Regions from separate parts of the Mus musculus genome. Here region 1 is linked to region 2. Evidence: chromatin contacts called from public Hi-C data. All regions are on one chromosome and are shown on one strand. The core of a region is the stretch at or near the end of the contact, and the rest is flanking DNA. Distances in the headings are between cores, read along the strand shown.

Evidence for each region. Hi-C and Micro-C count contacts between places; a contact is called where the count stands out from the background.
Region 1: a Hi-C map of bone marrow-derived macrophages shows a contact between it and region 2, with 51 read pairs. The contact joins the promoter of Gpr157 here to the enhancer-like site in region 2. A contact is called at or near these places in 6 of 39 promoter capture datasets (the 3T3-L1 cell line, the C10 cell line, liver and 2 more), 3 of 15 datasets of contacts at CTCF or cohesin (embryonic stem cells, large pre-B cells and pro-B cells), 33 of 484 Hi-C or Micro-C datasets (B cells, the C2C12 cell line, the CH12 cell line and 17 more), 11 of 115 datasets of contacts at active chromatin or transcription factors (the 230-238 cell line, the 3134 cell line, bone marrow-derived macrophages and 5 more) and 3 of 9 other capture datasets (adipose tissue, liver and macrophages).

What each region holds. Positions count from the first base shown.
Region 1 is chr4:150,084,726-150,088,960 of GRCm38.p6, reverse strand. It overlaps Gpr157 (G protein-coupled receptor 157), which reads right to left and starts at 1,458. Exons shown (of 4, transcript NM_177366.3): 1 at 825-1,458. The coding sequence starts at 1,207.
Region 2 is chr4:149,987,265-149,991,774 of GRCm38.p6, reverse strand. All of the region lies in intron 3 of H6pd (hexose-6-phosphate dehydrogenase (glucose 1-dehydrogenase)), which reads left to right. Among named protein-coding and RNA genes, the nearest start is that of H6pd, 14 kb to the left of the region's middle. Within about 2 kb of position 2,409, at least 212 of the 459 cell types and tissues checked have an H3K27ac peak or open chromatin away from gene starts, as enhancers often do. A contact at or near this core is called in B cells, the C2C12 cell line, the CH12 cell line and 13 more, where this site is marked.

The sequences.
Region 1 (4,235 bases), core at 209-2,708, 98 kb before region 2:
GGTTGAGAGCATGGTTAAGAGAAGTGATTAAGAGCACTTCTTGCTCTTGTAGAGGACCTTGGTTCAATTCCCGGCACCCACATGATGGTTCACAACCATTTGTAACTCCAGTTCCAGGGGATCCGATACCCTCGTCTGACCTACGAGGGCGCCAAGTACACATACACGTGACACATACACATACATACATGCAGTCAGTTCACACACATAAAATAAAATGAATAAATCTTTTTTAAAAGCGTCTAAGAAAGTGCAGGTAATGGGGGCCTGAAGTTTATAAATGTCGTGAAAAGCTTAAAGAAGCATACCTCTGTGCATTTTACAGTTGGCACACTATCGTCTGAGAGTGGCTGGACGCACCACAACCACTGTGGTATAGAATTGGAAGCTGTGGGCTTTTAGGCCAGGGCAGCCACCTAACTCATCTTCTAGCCTGCAGACTGGAACTTCTCTCCATGGGCAGCAGAGACTGCCAGATCGCGGTGAAGTAGGAGGCAAAGGGCACAGACTGTCTCCAATTCCTTTCTAAATGGCAGACCTCTTCCTATGGGCAAGTTCTGCACCCACCCACACCTTGCTGGGAGATTCTGGCTGGGGCAGATACAGAGACCACCCTCTTCAGAGACGCTCAGACAGGTTTGGCTCCAACTTTTTGGGCAAGTTGGGCACCCTTCCATGGTTCGGGGATGCATGTGACTGCCAGTAGGACACACCACCTTGACACCTAGATAGGGAAAGCACGAATGCCACAGCACAGCACGCAAGGCCCGGGACCCATAAGCCTGGGTCTGGGGCCTGGAGGCAAAGCCGGGTCTCCTACTCACCTGATGAGGTGAAAAGCCCAGATTAGGTGGTCCGTGGAGGGCCCGCGCGTAGTTCGGACGATGCTGAGGTATAGGTAGAGGGCGATGGCCACCGTCCAGAAGAAGGAGCTGGTGTTGGCGAAAGTAGAGAGAGCGCCCTGAAGGACGCAATCCCACGAAGTGCCCGCAAAGTCCTGCAGCACTCCGTAGAAGTACGAGGCAGCCGAGAGCAGGTCCGCTAGCGACAGGAAGAGTAGCAGGCGCCGCGCCCGGCTACGCAGGTCAGGCCACAGGGCGTGCGTGGCCACCAGGAGGCCCGAGCCCAGAGCTGACAGCGCACACGACAGCAGCACCACCGCGCGCTCCCACGGCAGCAGCTCGGTGGGAGGCGCGGGTGAGGGCATGGTGGGTTGGGGACCAAGGGCAGACAGCCAGGGTGCACAGGCCTAAGGGTGCCGAGAGGTCGTGGCCAAGCCGAGCCCGCGGTCGCCTCTGTCTGGGCATTTGGCGCCCGGGCTCGCGTCCCCACGGGTCCCGCCTGCGTCCCAGCCCCGCCCAGTCTAACAACTACACAACAGCGGTCTCACCGCGGCGCCCTCCACTCCCTGTCCCTGAGCTCTACAATCCTACCCTGAGTCCTCCAGGTCCCTCCCTTGAGCACTCCACGCCCGCCCCTGAGCACTCTAATCTCGTCCCGAGTCCCCGCCCCTGCTGTCTCCAAGCTGGTAGCCCCTTCATGAGCTCTCCACACCCCGACTCTGTAACCCTGCGCGCTCTCCTCGCGTCCCGCCCCTGCACCCCGCCCCTGCGCAGTAACACATCCGAATCTGAAGCTCCAGCGCTCCGCCCCTGAGCTCTCCATGTCCCGCCCTGTAGCCCCAGAGCCCCGCCCAGCCTCCTTCAAGCTCCTCCCATGCCCCCCACTTGCGCATTGCTCCGCCCTGATGCTCTTTCAGCCTCAAGCTCAATCGCTTCTCCGCGTTTCCCCACGCCTCTGCGCCTCTACGCTTCCCTCTTACCTAGTACCTCCCAGTCCTGTCCCAATCGTTGCCTTCTGCCTCTCAGAGCCACTCTAGGAGGTTAGCAAATGGCCAGGACATCCTGTTCTGGGGGTTGGGGGGAGGCGGGGAGGGGAGAATGGCATTTTTAAGGCTAATGTTACTTTCCCCTGATCAGCCTGCTTACGTGTGTGTTGGGGAGGGGAGGGGTGGTTGCTGGAAACATTCTTTCCGATGGTGGCAAAAACAGGTCCAGAGCATGGCCTACATTCCTGAAGCTTGGGTACTCGAAATCTTCACAAGATCTGTGGTGGTGATTTGGGGAAGTTTCTAACTTTTGTTACAATGAAAGTATTGTGTTTTTGTGGGGCTGGGTGTACAACTCAGGACCTTACACATCCCAATGAAGTGCTCACCTACTGAAATATATATATACTTTTAGTTCCTTGTTTATTCTATATACCTTATTAGTGCTATTTTAAAAATACATTTTATCATTTTACGTGCGTGGATATTTTGTCTGCACGGATGTACCTGTACCATGTGTATGCAGTGCCCACAGAGGCTAGAAAAGTGCGTCAGACTCCCCACCCCCTGCACCATGTGGGGGCTGGATTCGAATCTGATCCTCTGGAAGAGCAGCAAGTGCTCTTAACCGCTGAGCCATCTCTCCAGCGCCAGGTGCGATGTTAAGGAATGAAACATTAGTGCCTATGAGATGGCCTTGAGTAATTGCCAGGGCAGAATAACACTGACAGTCTGAATTTGATTCTCAGGACGCACTTGGTGGGGTAAATTGTCATCTGACCTCCACATCTGACCTCCACACCTGTGGCTGGCGTACCCCCATACCCATAAATTTAAAAAAATGTAATTTTAAATATGTTACATGAAAAGAAAAAAGTAAGGAAGCATAGTTCCCAGTTTACAGAGGTTTTTTTTTTTTTTCTTGTTTGAACATTTTGTATTTCTTAGGGATGGAGATACTTGTGCAAGATCCAGCTTGCATATTCGATGGCCCACAACCACTTATGACTCCAGCTGCAGTGCATCCCATGGCCTGCTCTCTAAGGGCAAGGTACTCGCAAGCACATAAGTTAGTATGGGGGCACACACACACATAATTAATAATAATAATAATAATAATAATAATAAGGCCGGGAAGTAGTGGCGCACGCCTTTAATCCCAGCACTTGAGAGGCAGAGGCAGGTGGATTTCTGAGTTCAAGGCCAGCCTGGTCTACAAAGTGAGTTCCAGGACAGCCAGGGCTATACAGAGAAACCCTGTCTGGAAAAACCAAAAACAAACAAACAAACAAACAAATAAATAAATAATAATAATAAATTTTTAAAATGTATGTTTTATTGTCATCAACAATGGCCCTTTTAGCCCTACAAGTCACTGAGTTTTAGTACATTTATTAGTTTGTGCAACCACAGTAATGATTTAATCTATAGCATTTGCTCTCCCTCAAGTACTTGGGCTGGAAAGATGGGCCAGCAATGAAGAGCAGAGGGCTTAAGTTCAGGACCCACGAGGGCTAACAGTTGGTCACCTCTAGTTCCAGGGCATCGGACGCCCTCTGCTGTGCTCTCCTGGTACTACACACACAAGGCGCACAGGCATACATAAAATGCAAATAAGTAAATCTTGTTCTCTTTAAATGAGACAGAAAAGGAGTGGAACTAGATAGAAGGGGAGGTTGGCAGAACAGGGAGATGTGAGGGAGGGAAAACTGTGATCAGGATGTTGTGAATGAGAAAATCTATTTTCAATCAAAAGGGGAAAAAAAGAATTTCATATCAAATATTCAGAAATCCAAGAAATAATTCTATATTAATGTTGAAAACCACAAAATGGCCATTTAAAACCTGTGAAATTTCGATGTGAAATCTAAGTACAAATTAAATAGCTGCATAAACATATATTTTTTAAAAAGTGTTCACTAGCCGTTACTCCCAAATTCTCCCCCTAGCCTGGCAACCACTAATTTTCTTAATGTGACTATGGATGCCTACTCTGGATACTTCCTATAAATGGGATTATATGGTGCACTGATTTTAGTGTCTGGTTTCCTTCACTTGGCATATTTTCAAGATTCCCTCGCTGTAAAGTATCTTCGTTCCTCTTCTTCCTGGGAGCGATCGTATCCTATAGTGTGGATCCACCCATCAGCCGATGGAAACACCTTCTGGCTATAATGAATCATGCTGCTGTAAAAACTCAGGCAGAAATGCTACATGGACATGTTCTCAGCACTTCTCTTGGGCGAGTACCTGAGTGTGGAGTTGCTGGGTCATATGCTTGTCTCTGTGAGGAATGCATGGCCTCTGTCCAAAGTGTCTGCATGGTCTCCTTCTCTAGTGGCATAGGAGGGACAGTTCTGATTTCTCTCCACGTATTTTCTTTTTCTTTTTGGATGGGGTCTTATGT
Region 2 (4,510 bases), core at 1,160-3,659:
AGGCTGGCCTCCATCTTCCAATATAGCTCAGGTTGGCCTTGAACTCACAGAAATACTCCCGCCCTGATCCCAGACTCCCAAGTGCTGGGGTCACAAACACAAACTACCACTTATGATTCCCCTTTTCTAATGTTTGTTTTTGACCCAGCTGCCCAGCAGGACAACTGCTCTGCTGTGGTTTGGGTCTCTCTAGTCTAGGCACTGGTCCAGAGCAGCCAATAATGGGAAACTGTGCTACCAGACCCTCAGTCCCAGTAGGAGGGCCTCTGTTGCAGGCCATGTTGGCACTAGATTGAGCAAACATGACTGCTGGGCAGGCGAGTCTGGTTGGCATCCTGAGGAGTGCGCTGCAGAGGCTGCAGGCCCAGTCCTCTCCCATCTACCTGACAGGAGCTGTAGCTCTGCCCGTGCCAGCACCTGGGTGACAATGGATGAGGGCCACTCCTGTGGGCCTCAGCCTGGGCTGAGTGTTTCCAAGGCTGAATTCTGAGCCCTGCAGTCTGAATTGCAAGGGAGAAGACCAAGGTCACAAGCCATTTCCCCTCCCTCTTCCCCCACCCCTACCTGCTCGTGTTCTGCTTCTACCTAGGGGTAGATGCTGGGGCTCTAAACTGTACCCTGCATTCTGGAGAGGCAGGGGTGCTCTCTGAGCCTGTCATTTCCTGCCCCCGCCCCTGCTCTGTGGCAGCCCTGGGAAAGGGACTTTTGAACTGCAAGGTCGTTTGGCTCTTTCTCTCCCACCCCCATCCACCTGGGTGGCCGCAGTCTCTCCAGCTCCCTCCCCTCCACGGCTTCTGCTTCTGCCGCAGCCTTTGGCTCAGTGGAGCTTGCTGCAGAGGCTGCTGCAGAGGCTGGGGGCACACTGGAGGAGGAAGGAAGAAGCCATCCTTCAGGCCAGCAGCAACCCCCCCTGGCAGTGTCTGACCTGGGTTCTCCCCACAGGAGACCCGAGGTCCCTCGGTGGGGTCTTCAGACGCAGCAGCATGGGCTAAGGAAGTGACCTTGGTCACTTGCTGCATTGAAGCAATGAGTCCAGAAGACTGTGCAGACAGAGAAATCGGGTCTGTAATGACAGAGGTTCAGCAGTCTATGTTCTGGGGTTTGAACCCAAGCTTTTATCCATGTGTTCCTCAGCCTCTCCGTGCCCAGGCTCTCCAGAGTTGGCCTCCCTCACTACCCTGTACTCTGGACACTCCCTACCAATTCAGTTCCCTCTGCACAAAGAGTTGATTGGAAAATGGGAGTAGGGAAGCGGGGGAGGGGCACTCCCCGAGACTGCCCCTGGTGAGGAGTGTGCTATCCAGGCATTGGGGAAAGGCATGTTCACCCCTGGGGGTTAGGATGGCTGCCCACTGCCTCTCACCAAGGGACCCAAACAACCAGGCTCCTCCCAGGTGACACCAGCTGTCCTGGCTTCCTTCTGCCCATGTGACATAAGGTGCTGGGCACTTGCTCAGCAGAGCAGCGTCCCTTCCAAGCCATCTGCTGTGCTGTCTGCAGGGTGAGCTGGGGTAGCTGCAGCTAGCTCCATACCCAGAGCCAGGGAGAGAGAGGAGGGAGGGAGAGAGAGAGAGAGAGAGAGAGAGAGAGAGAGAGAGAGAGAGCGCCAGCCAGCCAGCAGTCAGTGTCTCCCCTCGGTTCTCACCTTCCTTATTTTTAGTGATCCCAGAAGACATTGGTAGGAACTGCAGCTAACTTTTGGTTGTTTTCTCCTCTTTGTTTTGTTAATTAATTAATTAATTAATTAATTTTTGGGTCTGGGAACCCAGGTCTCCCACAGCACAGAAACATGGGAGACGGTTACTGGCTCAGTTGGAGAGAAGTGACTCTTGGTTCAACTTGTAAAGAGTGAAAGCCGCCCTAGGCACTCTCTGGGTGATTTTCTGTGTTAAATTAGATAATGACCGTGGTTGTACTCAACAAATAGAGATTCCCTCCAAGTTCACAAAGGATGATCTTAAAATGCCTGTTCCAACCAATGCTGGCTTAGCGTGTGGTCTGTAACTGGTCTACAATACTCTTCCTGCTTTCTTAAACCTCCCATCCATATCTCCATGTATTGACAATCTGCATAATATATTTTTAACAGATCTATATTTTTGTTCAGTTCTATTTATATCACAGAATATGCAGTATAAATTCTATAACTAGGCATTTTGGCTGTTTCCAGTTTTTGCTATTTTAGGTAGTACTTTCTGAAATTTTTTTTTTGAGATCAAGTCCACATTCTGTAAAATTTATCATTTAAAGTTCGTGACTCAGTGTGTTTTAGCGCTTTTGCAATATCTACTTCTAGAACATTCATGGATCATTAACTTTTACCCCTCTTGCATATTTCTACAGTGGAGTCACTGGGCCAAAGATAACAAGCAGTTCCGAGCAGTCTTCTGTCTTTTAGATAAACAAGATAGCAGAGGGCAAAGCCACGGTCCACCCTGGACTCGCACAGCTACGAGATGAGTACACGGGGTCTTCTAGTTGGCCAAACTGCTTGCACTTCCTCTTTTCTACACTCTGAATTTTAGCTTGCAACCTTTAACCTAGAAAAGAATGTGCAAAGCCAGTAGAGACTCCCTTTAGGAAAAACAAATCAGTTCCGACAGCTGACAGGTCTTGGACTAAGTCAGCACACTGAGTATGGTGAGAGCGAGCCAGCGCCAGCACCTGGCAGTCCGCGCTGCCACTCAGCCTCTGGTCCCGCCCACTCAGCGGCTCAGCCTCTGGTCCCACCCACTCTGCCGATCAACCGCTGACCCCGCCCACCCTGCCGCTCAGCCGCTGAGCCCTGTGCACAGCCTCTTTCTCCTTCACGCGTGGCCCAGGCTACAGCCCTGGTTCTTTATAGATCAGGTTGGGAGCAAAACCCATAAATCCACGGGCTGTGCTAAATACAGGCACACTCCCAGAGCTTGAAATGAAGAAGTAAAGGAAGCACTCTCTAGTCAGCAGGTAGTAACCCCCAGGCATGCAATCTCCCCAGAATGAAGGAGTGGGTGGATAAAAATAGGAAGAGAGCCACTCGGGGATTTAGGAAATTAATGAATAGTAAGCAGATAGCGGGCTTTTAAGGACTCTGGTGCCCTCTCTCCATCAAAAATTCATCTGTTCTTAAAGCCGTAATTGTCCTCTCTTTGCTTAAATCTGCTCTAACCCATTGATTTTTATCAAGTATGGGTTTTCACATTTGAGCATCCCTGAAGCTGAGTTTGCTGTCCAGAGTACCAGGCTGAGCCAGCAGCCCGCTTCTTCCTGAAGTTATAATTAGCCACGTCGCTTCACCTCTTGCCTCCAGTGACCTTTTGGGGACTCCACCATGTGTCCCATGAGGTCTCCTCTGAATCCGATTTCAAATGGACACCATCAAGGTGTACTCACACTTTCCTCATGAAATGCCAACTGCTCGTAAAAAGAAACATTTATTTTTATTTTATGTGTATGGGTATCTTGCTTGAATGTATGTCTGTGTACCACATGAGTGCCTGGTGCCCATAGTAGTCAGAAGACAGTATCTCACCCCCTGGACCTGGAGTTACAGATGGTTGTGAGCCACCATGTGGTGTTGGGAACAGAACCCTGGTCCTCTCTGTAAGGGCAACAAATGCTGAGATAGAAATATATATATATGTACACATACACACACACATATATATATATGTCCCATATATACACATGTATACATATATATACCATATCTATATATGTGGTATATATATATATATATATATATATATATATATATATATATATACCAAATATGTGTGTGTGTGTGTGTATGCTGTCTTAGTTAGGGTTTTACTGCTGTGAAAAGACACCATGACCAAGGCAACTCTTATAAGGATAACATTCAATTGGGGCTGACTTACAGGCTCAGAGACTTAGTCCATTATCATCAAGGAAAGAACATGGCAGTGTCCAGGAAGGCATGGTGCAAGAGGAGCTGAGAGTTCTACATCTTATTCTGAGGGCTGCTAGCAGAATACTGACTTCTGGGTAGTTAAGAAGAAGGCCTTAAAGCCCACACCCACAGTGACACAGCTACTCCAACAAGGCTATGCCTCCTAATAGTTCCACTTGGGCCAAGCATATATAAATCATCACATATACCATATATATATATTTTTTTTTTCCTGAGACAGAGTCTCACTATGTAGCTCTTGCTGATCTGGAACTTTCTCTGTAGACCAGACTGGCCTTGTACATACCAAGATCTACCTGCCTCTGCCTCCCAAGTGCTGGGATTAAAGGCGTGCACCACATGCCTGGCTCTATTTCATTTTTAGTTGTACTGCATGTGTGTGTTTGTATGTATGAGTGCAGTATCAGTGTGGCCAGATGAGGGCTTCAGATGCCCTGGAGCTGGAGTTACAGGTAGTTGAGGGTGTGGGAACTGAACTCAGATCTTCTGGAAGAGTGGCAAGTGCTCTCAACCGCTGACCCATCTCTCCAGTGCCCCTCCCACACTGCCTGTTAAATTTCCCTTATTTCCTGATAGCCATCACATCTGTCCAGC